Linked DNA regions of Zea mays: region 2 is linked to region 1. The links are chromatin contacts, called in public Hi-C maps. All regions are on one chromosome and are shown on one strand. Each heading gives the region's core, a stretch centred on a gene start, on an enhancer-like site or on the middle of the called end of the contact. The rest is flanking DNA. Distances are from core to core; before and after follow the strand shown.

What was found. A called contact is a pair of places that touch in the nucleus more often than the background predicts.
Region 2: a Hi-C map of ear shows a contact between it and region 1, with 4 times the contacts expected there. The contact joins the promoter of LOC103647499 here to the promoter of LOC100272439 in region 1. A contact is called at or near these places in 7 of 25 Hi-C or Micro-C datasets (bundle sheath, ear, endosperm and 3 more).

Annotation. Positions count from the first base shown.
Region 1 is chr2:192,294,765-192,301,789 of Zm-B73-REFERENCE-NAM-5.0, reverse strand. LOC100272439 (carbonic anhydrase) reads left to right here and starts at 2,495. Exons shown (of 9, transcript NM_001359716.1): 1 at 2,495-2,800; 2 at 2,899-2,951; 3 at 3,739-3,900; 4 at 3,988-4,036; 5 at 4,128-4,241; 6 at 4,341-4,394; 7 at 4,513-4,595; 8 at 4,697-4,802; 9 at 5,187-5,935. The coding sequence starts at 2,705. The coding sequence ends at 5,384. LOC100274144 reads right to left here. Exons shown (of 2, transcript NM_001359714.1): 1 at 6,727-7,025; 2 at 5,990-6,607. The coding sequence starts at 6,867. The coding sequence ends at 6,104.
Region 2 is chr2:192,453,361-192,460,030 of Zm-B73-REFERENCE-NAM-5.0, reverse strand. LOC103647499 (AT-hook motif nuclear-localized protein 17) reads left to right here and starts at 4,759. Exons shown (of 1, transcript XM_008672032.4): 1 at 4,759-6,405. The coding sequence starts at 5,107. The coding sequence ends at 6,141.

The DNA.
Region 1 (7,025 bases), core at 1,246-3,745:
TCCACGGCTGGATCTACTAGACCTTCCGGTGGACCCGTGTGGCTGCCGGCTCCTCCCATCCCAAGTTCTGGGGCGCGCGACCAGTAAAACCAGGCCAGTTCATCTGCCCTAGCAGCTTCTTCCCGTGGTCCGCAGTCCGCACAACGGAATGGATGCCCGTCCTCTCGAAGTCACCTCACGTGTCCAGATCCCCAGCCGCTGCACCATAGCCATTTGTAGACTCTGGTATAGCGTTATGGGTCCAGAATCAAGTGGACGCCAACTACCAACTAGGCTTCGAGCAAAATACCCGTTCTCCATTATATTATCCGTATCTAAATTATTTCAACCCGTACTCGAAATACACACGCTTGTGATAAACAATCTTTAGTTTTGTTCGTTTGAGCATGCAATATGTTTTTGTGTAAATTGCTGTCAAATTCTATGCAAGTTGCCGATAAAGTTATGTACTATATATCATTGCTGAATTTATGTGCAAATTTTATGTTTTGCCGGAGTTGTCTGAATGGAATTGTCCGAATGGAAGTATTTAGTGCACATGAACTAACAAAGTTCACAAAAAAATCCAAAAAAAACCCTTACATATTCTTCTCATCCTACTTCTATTATATACAAAAATTCAAGGTCAAATTCATTATATTTTAGCTATAATAAAGAATAGAACATTTAGCCAATTTTCTAATTTAAACCCATCAGAAATCTTATTTTTTATTACAGCTAAAGTATAATAAATTTGAACTTAAAATTTTATATATAATTAAAGTAAGATAGAAAGAATATTTGTGATTTTTAAACTTTTTTTGTGAACTTTGTTATTTCAGGTGCGTACCAAATGCACATGTGCACCGATATGTTCCCAAATTTGATAATGTTTTCAAGCTAAACATCGAGTAGCGGTTTTTATTACTGATCTACCCGATCTAAAATACTGGGGTACCCGAATGTCCACATTTGTTTTTTTGTGATGTTTTGTGTTTGAACCTCTATATATTTGTGTTATTATATTACTGTTTGTTCCCTTATAAATTTATAACTAATACAGTGTTTGTGTAATTACTTTGTAACATGTGTATTTAATGTTATATTAGCTTCTTTTGGAAAAAAAAAAGTTCCATTAGTTCGGTCATAACGGGAACGAAACTAAAATAGTTAAGGTAGTGTTTGGATGGAGGGACGAGGAAGGATGAAGAGGGATGGGATGAGATCATTCTAACTTGACCCGCGTTTGGTTTGGAGGTCCAGAGTCAGGGTCAAGGAATATTCTTCAAAAATGGTGGATGAGGTCATCCCTCAAAAAATAAGGGACGGGATCAGCCCAAGGTTGATCCCGTCCCATCCCTCGTTGACACCAAACCAAACACTACCTAAATGTTCAGTTATCTTACTATATTTTATATTTTAAGAGCCAAATTTCTTTAATCAAATTAAAGCGCGCATGCGGACACGAGGGTGCCGCGACGCGACGCGGACGTCTTTCTGCTCAATTTTGTGGCCCTGTTTCCGGTGCTCACTTCCGTGCCGGTGACGGGTTCGAAGTGTCGTGCGCAGTCGGCGAAGAGGATAGGCCTGCCACTCATTGTCCGTGTCATATCTGGAGGTGGAGCAGTTGTCTTCTCTCTCTCTCTTCTATAGAGCCAATCGCAAAGCGCGGTGCTGTCATGGAGGTTGGGAGAGGAGCACGTGGCCGTCCAGAATCCAGTGATCCACCACAACCGCCCGTCCATTCTCCAGGCCATGCCGCGCACGGCACTGCTCCGCCTCGCCGCTGCTTCGACGACGCGCGCGTCCTCGGCTTCCGCGGCGGCGCGGCGACTGTGCCCGTCCTCAGAGTCAGACGACGGCGGCGAGCGGCACGCGGCCGCCCGGAAGGATGAGCTCCTCCCGCCGCCCCGCACGCCGCGCCCCGACGAGCGGCGGCTGTCTCGGCGTGGAGAGCATCGGTGAGCATGGAGCCATGGATAGATATAGTAGTAAAAGCGTGCATTCGAGCACTTCTCTGCTCGCGCGAATACCTCGTGTGTGTGTGTTTCTTGTTTTTCCTGTCCCCGCTGCGGTCATCTTCGTTTCCGTCGATCACGCTCATTATTCAATGGCGGGTCTGCATTCTTTTTCTATTTTTTTCCTCAAAAACTACCAGCAGGACGTCTGGAGTATTCTTCTTCTAATCATGATACGTCGTCGTGCGTCGTAAAACGACACATGCGTATGGATTGGACACAGGCAACTCCAATCACTCTACCGTATCCGTATGGACGTTTGTAGACCATTCATTGATCATTGCGGGCCTAATAAATACGGTCCTGCCTGCCAGGTGTCCCACCCACTGCAACCGCTCCAACAAGTAGGGAATTGAACGGTGAGGGTCGCTCCACCGCACATCCAATCCGACGGCACGACTCTCGCGCGGGTCGGTCGCCCCGGCCCACACCCACACTGGAGCGTCAATGAAATTTCAGCCCCAAACAGTCCAATCACGGTAACTAATCACTTTGCACGAAAACAGATTAAAACAATAAAACCACCGCCACCGCCACCTCGACCTCGACTCCTCCGCCCCATCGCCGTCGTCCCCGTCTCCTCCGCCTTGCTGTCTGTCCGCTGCTCACCTCCCCTAAAAGGAGGCACCCCCGGCCATTGCCGCACCAAGCTCCCCTTCCTCGAATGCCCCAGGCCCGGACACCACGACGCCCTGCCCCGTGCTCACATGGCTAGCGGCGTCCTCCACCGCTCCGCCTCCCGATGTCTCCGCCCTGCCGCCGCGCCAACCCCCGACTCCGGCAGGGGCCACGGCGCGGTTATGGTGAGCTTCTATCCGCGCTCGCTTTCGCCGTCTCTTGGGGTTTCCGACTCGCTGGGACTCCCTCTTTGCTTATCTCTGGGTTTTCTCGGGTGCCGCAGATCGGTGATTCGGGGACGCGCGGTGTTGCTCTGCGGCTGGGAGGATCTAGCCGGTGAGTCGAGTCGATCTCCTCTGTAATTTCTGCAGCTTCTAAGTTTGGATCAGCGATCAGGTCGCGCAACTGTCTGTCTTCACGATTCCCTTGCTTCCATCGTGTCCGGCGCAACCTCCCCTGGTTCCTTGAGTATCTAAACTACTTATCTAGCTTCTCCGTGCAATAACTCCAATTGCCTCCTCGGTGGCTTACTATGTACCTTAGCTTGGTGAATTCTGCAGCGCAAGAAATGAGATCCAAATTGAGATTTGAGAATTTGTATTTCTGGGGGCCGTTTAGCTTAGTCAACTACTTGGTTCAACAGTTTAGATCAACGTTCCACTTTCTTGCGATTTGAATTTGCAGTAGCCTGTAGTACACTGTTGTCGGATGGAAACACTAATGGTAGATGGATATATTTGTTTTCCTCTGTGTGGATTGACATATTGTAAGTGCTTTAATGTACTCACGAACGGTTCCAATTTAAGCCTATCCTAAAACATCGCTTTCAGATAACTCTATATTTATTATTATCAGCTAATTAGTGGTTTTCAGATAAGTTTTTTTTTTTGGGGGGGGGGGGGGGGGGGTCGCATCCAATTTACACCAATTATCTGTAGACCTATATAGTGTTGTGATCTCCGGACATTACATAAACTCACATGAATTTTGCCAGCCAGGATTTTGCATTTTCTTGTACCACAAAAACATCGTTGTGATCCTTCAGAGATCACCCTGGCCTCCAATCCACCCAGTTCTTAATATGTTTGGGCAGAAAATTATTTAATAAGATCGTCTTCTGCAGGAGAGAGTTATTATCTGTCACAATGGCCTCCAGAGACCACACTGGCTTGACCCGACAACTTTTGGATTTTCAACATGATACAATAGATGAGGTAGGTGCAGAACACGGTCCATTCATGGATTTGAAAGCGAGATTCATGGACTTCAAACAGAGAAACTATGTGTAAGTGGATCATGAAGTACAACACATATCATTCACCTTAACGTTTCACAGTTTTTTTGACATTGCTGTATCTGGAACTATGGACAGGGAGAATTTTTCAAATTACCAAAATCTTGCTGAACAGCAAACACCAAAGGTACACGATAATGACTTTGATACAAAATAATTTTAATATTGGCATTATGAGCCTTACGGGATTACTTTTGGTTTTCTGTTCTTGTGTGCAGTTCATGGTGATTGCTTGTGCTGACTCCAGAGTCTGCCCTACCGCTGTTTTGGGGTTTCAGCCTGGCGAAGCATTTACGGTTCGTAATGTGGCGAATTTGGTACCACCATATGAGGTATTACAATTTTTTTGCATCTTTAGGCTGTGATTGAACTCTCAAGCAATGCATTCCTTTGTGGAAGTACTGACAGTAAACAAAATGTTGCAATACCAGCATGAGGGATCAGAGACTAGTGCAGCACTAGAGTTTGCTATCAATACACTCGAGGTATAAGTTTACTGTGTGTTTCATTAATGATTTGTTTCTTTTATCCTATTTATTCCTTTTTTGCTGAAGTAACATAAAAGCATTCTTGAGACTGGCACATTTGCCTTCATTTGCTCAGGTAGAGAATGTACTGGTGGTAGGCCACAGTAGGTGTGGGGGCATCCAGGCACTAATGAGCATGAAAGATGATTCAACGTCCGGGTAAAAGTTCTAGCCATTTCTTCATTACATGTTCTTTTGTTGTCCGTTTAGACTTTAGACTAGTCTCTGAATTTCTGATTTCATTTATTTTATCGACACAGAAGCTTCATTAAAAACTGGGTTTCAATTGGGAAGAGCGCAAGGTTAAGCACAAGAGCTGCAGCTGGAAATTTGAGTTTTGACATGCAGTGCAAACATTGTGAAAAGGTGATTCTTGGGTGATGTGTGATCACGAGCCTTAACTTTTACAAAAATATTGCCTAATGTAGTGCACAGGATCAATCAATTCCATGGCTTTCACTAATTCAGATTCATCTCAAGATCTTGCCTGCTCATCCTATTGTTCTTCCCTGTTCATAGTCTTTATCTATACTAGGGTTAGATATGGATGTCTCGTACTAGTTATACAATTCAAATTTATCTTGGCAAATATGTTGGTTTTCTTTTGTTCAAGGTTTATGTAGTCATAGTATGATATTACTAAGCACAACCACTCACGGTGTCTGACATGTATTGATTTCTTTTTTTTGTTACAGGAGTCAATAAATAGCTCGGTGTCTGACATGTATTGATTTCTTCCTTTTGTTACAGGAATCAATAAATAGCTCTCTGTTGAACTTGTTAACATACCCATGGATAGAGAAGAGGGTGAATGAAGGTACTTTGAATCTCCACGGAGGCTACTACAACTTCGTTGATTGCACATTTGAGAAATGGACATTATTGTACCGTGAAGGGTTGGAAGGTGGAAGCAAGTACGCTATAAAGAATAGGTCCACCTGGTCTTGACCAATGAAGGCCTCATTTACTTGGGTAAATTTCACTCTGCGCCCTGCAGTTAAGCATGGTTTTGCTTTGCCACTACGCTGTGCATTTCCGTCGCACCTTTGCTCCATTGTGGTATTGATGTCCTGCAGAAGCGAGTCCCTGTATCAAATAACTGTGTCCATTGCGATGCATGGCACTATGGCACTAGCATGTCAGCTTGCTGTAGTATTGCATACTCACGGGCAGGTGCATCGGCATTGTAGTTGTAGCAGCTATTGTTTGATACGTACAGGAACTCTCCACTGTGGAAGCACAAAGCCACAATGGAGTGAGGTGCGACGCAATGAACAATATGGTGGCAAAGTGAAAGTCTGTGGAACTACCGGGGGGCAAAGTGGATTTTGTGCAACTATTTGTGTGTCGTTTTCCGGTTGATACCATTGAGAAAATACGAATAAGTTACAGGATCAGTCATAGTGCATGTAATTGTCGCCACATTTGGCGTTACCTTGTTATTGTAATTGTAACATTTGTACCATTTGTTGTATCATTATAACTGTGAGATACAATACAAATATTATACGGTCTCGGCAAATTTGCTTGATGACAGTGTTGTTCGTTCGGAAGAGTCGGCAATGCAAATTCTGTGATATTCCACATGTTCCAACTAAAAAAGTACGAGTAGCACCATGGGAGACATGTCACACAGTACCCCTTCCCTTCCGTCTCCCATCACTCCATCAGTCAGTCACTTCTACGGCGCCACTGTCGTAAACCCTAGCGAGGTGCGCCGAGAAGCGCTGCCTCTTGTAGCACTCGGCGCCGAGCATCTCCTCCCGGCTGAGCAGCACGGCCCGGAGCGCCGCCTGCAGCGCTGGCCGTGACGACGTCGACGTTCCCTCGCCATCGTGGTGCCGCCCGCCGACGTCCAGCTCCAGGACGCTCCGCGTCCTCCCGCCGACGGTGGCTATCTCCGCGCGCACGGCCCTCGCGCTGACGGACCGCACGGCGCGGCCCAGCTCGGACATGAGCCCCGGGCGGTCGGCGCAGCACACCCACGCCCTGACGCGCCTGGCGGCCCTCTCCCCGCCGTGGCAGAAGCGGTGCTGGTGGCCCTCCTCGACGCCGACCTCGTCGCCTTCCCCCGGGACGGCCACTGCCGCGCCCGCCGCCGCGGCGTCCGCCTCGCCCCGCAGCTCCCGCACGTGCCGCACCACCTCCCCTAGCAGCGCCGCCTTGTCCATCTGCATGATTAATTCGTACACGCACACGTACGTAACCGTGTTCGCTATCGAGTTCGATGATGAACTGCCACGTACGGTCAGCTCCTGAAGAGCAAGGACGTGACGTCAGTCTTACGTACCCGCGACGCCGCAGGGAGGAGGGTGCGGAGCGTGGCGAGGTGGGCGTTGATGCGCTGCCGCCGCTTCCGCTCCGCCTCGCTGTGGCTTCTGCCCGTCCCGCTCCGCGTCGTTGCTGCCAGCGGTGAGCACTCCCGGTCCATCGCCACCTCCGCTGCTTCGTCAATCCCGACAGGCACCACCGTGTTGCTTGAGCCTTTAGCTGTTTCTTTCTTTTTTTTTGAAAGGAAGAGAGGCGGGAAGCCGATGGCTTGCGAAGTCGCGAGTACGTGCGAAGCTGCGAACACGGCAACAGCCAACA
Region 2 (6,670 bases), core at 3,510-6,009, 160 kb before region 1:
AGCTCATCTCCCTCGTGCGCGGTTTTGAGTACATCCCAAACCTCCTTGGCGTTCTTCAACCCTTGTACTTTGTTATATTCCTCTTTACTTAGTGAGGCGAGGAGAATTGTTGTGGCTTGTGAGTTGAAGTGCTCGATTTGGGCTACCTCATCCTCATCATAGTTTTCATCCCCTACGGATGGTACCTGCGCACCAAACTCAACAACATCCCATATGCTTTTGTGGAGCGAGATTAGATGAAATCGCATTAAATCGCTCCACCTAGCGTAATCTTCACCATCAAAAGTTGGTGGTTTGCCTAGTGGGACGGAAAGTAAAGGTGTATGTTTGGAAATGCGAGGGTAGCGTAGGGGAATCTTACTATACTTCTTGCGCTCTTGGCGCTTAGAAGTGACGGAGGGCGCATCGGAGTCGGAGGTCGATGTTGATGAAGTGTCGGTCTCGTAGTAGACCACCTTCCTCATCCTCTTGTGCTTGTCGCCTTTCCGATGCGGCTTGTGGGAAGAAGATTTTTCCTTCTTCTCTTTGTGGTGAGAAGAAGATTTCTTCTCCTTCCCTTTGTTGGAGGAGCTCTTCTTCTTCTCCCTCCTTTTGGTGCGGGACTCTTCCGATGAAGTGCTCCCGTGGCTTGTAGTGGGCTTTTCGCCGGTCTCCATCTCCTTCTTGGCGTGATCTCCCGACATCACTTCGAGCGGTTAGGCTCTAATGAAGCACCGGGCTCTGATACCAATTGATAGTCGCCTAGAGGGGGGGTGAATAGGGCGAAACTGAAATTTACAAATATAAACACAACTACAAGCCGGGTTAGCGTTAGAAATATAAACGAGTCCACGAGAGAGGGCGCAAAACAAATCCCAAGCGAATAAGCAAGTGAGACACGGAGAATTGTTTTACCGAGGTTCGGTTCTTGCAAACCTACTCCCCATTGAGGAGGCCACAAAGGCCGGGTCTCTTTCAACCCTTCCCTCTCTCAAACGGTCCCACGGACCGAGTGAGCTTCTCTTCTCTAATCAAAGCCGGGAACAAAACTTCCCCGCAAGGGCCACCACACAATTGGTGCCTCTTGCCTTGATTACAATGGAGTTGTGATCTCAAGAACAAGTGAGAAAGAAAAGAAGCAATCCAAGCGCAAGAGCTCAAATGAACACGGCAAATCACTCTCACTAGTCACTAGGGCTTTGTGTGGAATTGGAGAGGATTTGATCTCTTTAGTGTGTCTAGAATTGAATGCTAGAGCTCTTGTAGTAGTTGAGAAGTGGAAAACTTGGATGCAATGAATGGTGGGGTGGTTGGGGTATTTATAGCCCCAACCACCAAACTTGACCGTTGGCTGGAGGCTTCTGCTCGATGGCGCACCGGACAGTCCGGTGCCCCTGCCACGTCATCACTGCCGTTAGATTCTAGCCGTTGGAGCTTCTGACTTGTGGGCCCGCCTGGGTGTCCGGTGCACACCGGACATGTACTGTTTGATGTCCGGTGCACCGGCATGGGCAAGTCTGACGTCTGCGCGCGCTGCGCGCGCATTAAATGCACCGCAGGGAGCCGTTGGCGCCGCAGGGAGCCGTTGCTCCGCTGGTACACCGGACAGTCCGGTGCACACCGGACAGTCCGGTGAATTATAGCGGAGCGGCCGCCGCGCGAACCCGAGGCTGGCGAGTTCAGGAGGCCGAGCTTCCTTGGAGCACCGGACATGTCCGGTGCACACCGGACAGTCCGGTGAATTATAGCGCGCCGGCTTCCGAGAAATCCCGAGAGTGGAGAGTTTGAGTCTGAGTCCCCTGGTGCACCGGACAGGTACTGTTCACTGTCCGGTGGCACACCGGACAGTCCGGTGCGCCAGACCAGGGGTGCCCTCGGTTGCCCCTTTGCTCCTTTATTGAATCCAAAACTTGGTCTTTTTATTGGCTGAGTGTGAACCTTTTTCACCTGTATAATCTATACACTTGGGCAAACTAGTTAGTCCAAAGATTTGTGTTGGGCAATTCAACCACCAAAATTATTTAGGAACTAGGTGTAAGCCTAATTCCCTTTCAGCTTACAACTAGGTAGGGACCGATCTACGTTCGGGGCTACTCGGGCCTAATAAACACAGCGAATATAGGTCCACGAAAAATAGATTAGCACATCCCAACACGCCATCGCTTGCTCCTCAGGCTGCCTCTAGCAGCACGCGCTAAAGGAGCCAGTACCATATATTTAATGTTTCTTGTTGTCTGTAAGCCCTCCAATAAAGTTCGCTACCGTGTTCTCTAAAATAGCGGTCGTCTCTGGCAGCCGCTAGATGTAGAGGTGTACTGTGCGTTCGGTAAATGCACGTGATGCTCCTTTTGGCTGATACTAGGTCACATCGTGTCCTTTTTATATATTTTGGTTATTGTCGTACTAAATGTGACCAATGGAAAAAGGTAAACTGTTAACACTATAGCTTTAGAGGACCGAATTTAGAGAACCTTACTGGAAATTGAGAAGATATAAAGAATACAATCTTTTAGAGTGTACTGTAAAAGATAAAAAATATTACTTTAGGAAATAGAATTTAGAAGACGTTGCTATAGGCTCAGCCTCTCCCGGCCTCCACAGTCCAGCCGTCGCTCGGCCCCTCGCGACACGGTGACAGGGCTCTGGTGCAGCGGTGCGACTCTCCATCGCGGGACGTGGCACGGTAGCACGCGCTCGGTGCTCCGGCCTCCGTAGACCGTAGTCCACTCCGGACCCGCTTGGTCGCCCACAGCAGCTCGCCAGCTCCTGCTTTTGCTCTGCTGAACCTGAACCGCGTGACGGTGTGAAGGTGAAGAGTGAATAAACCGTGTGCTACTGGTGCCTACTGTGCGTGCTAGTGCTAGGTATTGGTATTGTGCCAGTTTGATTTGATTATTTCTTTGATAACTTAACAGTCCCATGTTTAGTAGGTTATTTGATAAAATTAATTTGTGTGCCTTCTCTGCTATGGACATCATCAATACAGAAAGAAGAAACAAAATAGATGAATAACAACATTCTATGCTATAGTGAGGGGGATATGTTTGCACATGTTAAAGATTAAATTTTTTTTTGAAGTATTTTCAAGGCTTAATAACTTGGAAGAGAGATTTACCTCGCAACAACATCAACTCATAAACGATATGTATTGATTATGTATTTCTAGAATTTGTAACGACTTGTTTTGGTCTACATATCTCTTGAATGTTTAAATTATATCTTGCTATTTGTATCATATTAAACTAGAATCTTTTTGTTTGGTTTAAATTTTTTATAGTCCTAGTTTAGCCTCTCCCTTGATCAATCGCGGATCCAACACTGATTATACTTGTTATTATTATATAAGTGTATAACAAATACTAGGAGGCATATCATAGTAAATCTTCTTTGACTCTAAATCTCTATTTCCCAAACAAAGCTAGGGTGCTAAGCTCCACAAATACCGACTAAGTCAAGACAATGCTTGAACTTGGTTTCAGATAATGGTTTTGTGAGTATGTCTACGTGATTTTCATATGTACGAACATGCTCCGCAATAACGTTGCCTTTAGAAATAACATCACGATGGAATGGTTCTTGATATCAATGTGCTTCGTCTTAAACTAAAACATGTCGTTCTTGATCAAACAAATAGCAAGCTATCACAGTAAGCCTTGATAACTTCCTGTTCGAAAACAAGACCTCACATCCAAATAGATTCTTCAACTTGCAACATATTCTCCTTCAGTAGTAGAGAGAGAGAGCAACAACAGAAGATTAAAGGGAAGCTTTGGCATTGAAACCAACGGTAAAATCACAGCCTTTTTTGCGGTTTACTTCACCGATGCTTGTTTTTACAGCTCTTATTTGTATTCCAAAAAAATAAAGAGACTGCATCAGATAAGGTTATCTCTGGTCAAACGACAACGGTATTTATCTTGGATTTTTGTCAGCAGCAGCACGGTCATACTATTATTATCTCGTGGTCCCCCGTCACGGGCGCATCTCAGAGGCACATGTCAAAATGTTGCACCGCTAGCAGCAGCAACGACCACCAGTACGCTTGGTTGATGTAGTACGGCTCTGCACCGTACCGTGCCAGACATGTAAGTACCAGACCTGAAGACCCGTGCATTAACGTAACACGCAGGGCTAGAGCCATCGACCACGTGGTGGTAGAGCCGGAGTATCATGCGGTTGGCTCCAATTGGGAATGCATTGAGTTAGAAAGCTTTATTTTAATTGGCCATCCTAGTATACCAACTATTATTAAAATTGGGATGCATTGAGCCAGAATAAATATCTATTACTGTATTTATGATGTGTTTGATTTAAGGTCAAATTAGGATGAGGTGTGACATCTTTTTCTCGATTTTTTGATCATGCCGTCACTAAAAATTGCTCTGTCACTTTGTCTCCGTGTAACTCTTCAAACACTATAAAAAAATATAACCACTCATTCAATCTTTCCTGGTACGTCTAACAAATAATATGTTAATCCTGGCTTGTCGGTTGAAGTTGACGACCGATGGCCACATATACGGTCAAACTCCGCCGGCAGAGGCGACCTAGCAGACGAGCACCGAGGTGCATATATATCGGGTAAACCGCCTAGTGTATTCGAGTTCATGATACCCATGGCCATATCTAGGTGCAACATGCAGCCATCCTCTTCCCAAAACCACCATTCCACCAAGACGTTCTGGCGAGCCACTGCCCGCTAGGCGCTGGCCTGGCTAGTCTGGTCAGCCGTTCAGGCAAAAAGAGGGCAACCATGAAAAGACAAGAGGATAAAAGGATCACCTCGCTGCCTGTCGCTCCCACTAGCAGCAGCAGGCACCGCCTACCCTCCCTCGACCTCGAGGCTTCACGCTTCAGGGATCAGGCCCATCCTCCTGTTTCTGTTCCTGCTACTGTGCTCTTCTCATCTTTCTCTCACATCGCTTTCTTATCGGACCCCTCCCTTACGAAGTCCAGACTCCAGAGACCTCTCTCGTCGTCGCCGAAGCATCACTCGCAGCTGCCCTCGCCACTTGCCGCCGCCCGTGCTCTACATCTCTCTCTAGCTAGCTGTCGCAGCCACATCTTTCCGGCTTGTACCACTCGATTTGCTAAGTGTTGTCTCTCTTTCTCGCGACCAAGCTCCTCATGTCGCTTGGCAAAAGAGACATGAGTCAGGAGCGCCTGTACCAAGATCGCAAGGACGTGCCGCCCATCCACTTCACCACGCCGCCGCCGCCGCCATCCCACCACCACCCCCAGCAGCACGGTAGACACGGTGAGCAGCAGCAGCAGCTGGAGTGCTTCTCCGATGAGGTGGACAGCCGCGGGAGCGCCGAGCGGAAGGAGCCCGCCAGTGGTGGGGCACCGGTGGTGCCGGGTGGCGGCGACGACGGGGCGAGCATCGAGTTGTCCAAGAAGCGGAGGGGCCGGCCCCCGGGGTCCAAGAACAAGCCGAAGCCGCCCGTGGTGGTCACGCGGGAGGCGGAGCCGGCCGCCGCGATGCGCCCCCACGTGATCGAGATCCCCTGCGGCTGCGACGTGGCCGACGCGCTCGCTCGCTTCGCGGCACGGCGGAACCTCGGGATCTGCGTGCTCGCGGGGACGGGCGCCGTCGCCAACGTGTCGCTCCGCCACCCGTCGCCCGGCGGGCCCGCCGTCATGTTCCACGGGCAGTACGAGGTCCTGTCCATCTCCGCCACGTTCCTGCCCCCCGCCATGTCCGCCGTGGCGCCGCAGGCCGCCGCCGCCGCCGCGTGCCTCTCCATCTCGCTGGCGGGGCCGCACGGGCAGATCGTCGGCGGCGCCGTGGCCGGCCCGCTGTACGCCGCGTCCACCGTCGTCCTCGTCGCGGCCGCCTTCACTAACCCCACCTTCCACCGCCTCCCAGCGGACGACGACGCGTCCGTGTCCGTGTCCGTCTCCGTCTCGCTCTCCGCCGGCAGCGGCGATCCAGCAGACGAGCACCGAGGCGGCCACCAAGACCGCAGGGAGCAGCCGCCGCAAGAGCATCGTCCTCTCGCCGTACGGCGCCAGCCCGCGCCGCACCCTGCCTCGGCAGCGCAGACCGTGGAGCCGTGCGGACCACCGGATGTGCCCATCTACGCCGCTTGCCACCCGCAGCCGCATGACGTGATGTGGCCGCCGCCACCTCGCGCGCCGCAAATGCCGCCGCCGTACTGATCGCGTACTCGGTGATCAATCGTCGATTCGTCGGTGGTACGTGTCTACTACTGCACTCGCTCTACATGTGAGCAGGTTAGTGACGTGACGCGGTGCGCGCTCCCGCGCTCCATCTACATTGACCTTAGCTGCTGGCCAGCTCCTAGCTAGCTAGGGTTTAACTCTCCCTTTTCGCGTTGATCTGCATTACAAGAAGATCGCACGCTGCTGCTATTGTTTCTTTCAAACTAATTGGAACAAGCAGTGCATGAGTTCTTGTGATCTTTTTCGGTGATTGAAATTTAACCGGATCTGGGACGGTGGAAATTCTCGAGTAGTTTGAACGTGCGACTGTTTTGATGGTTCGTTCGTTTCATCCATTCATTTTCGCAAAGAAATTAAAACCAGCCAATCAGTAACACGATCTTGATCTAGTCATGTGTACAGCAGTCTTCTCCATAGTTGCTGGCCAAACTTCTATAGCTGTTCTGACGTTGGAATAGCTATCAGGTCAGCCGCTAGGTGCATGAACCCATTCTCTGGAGTCACT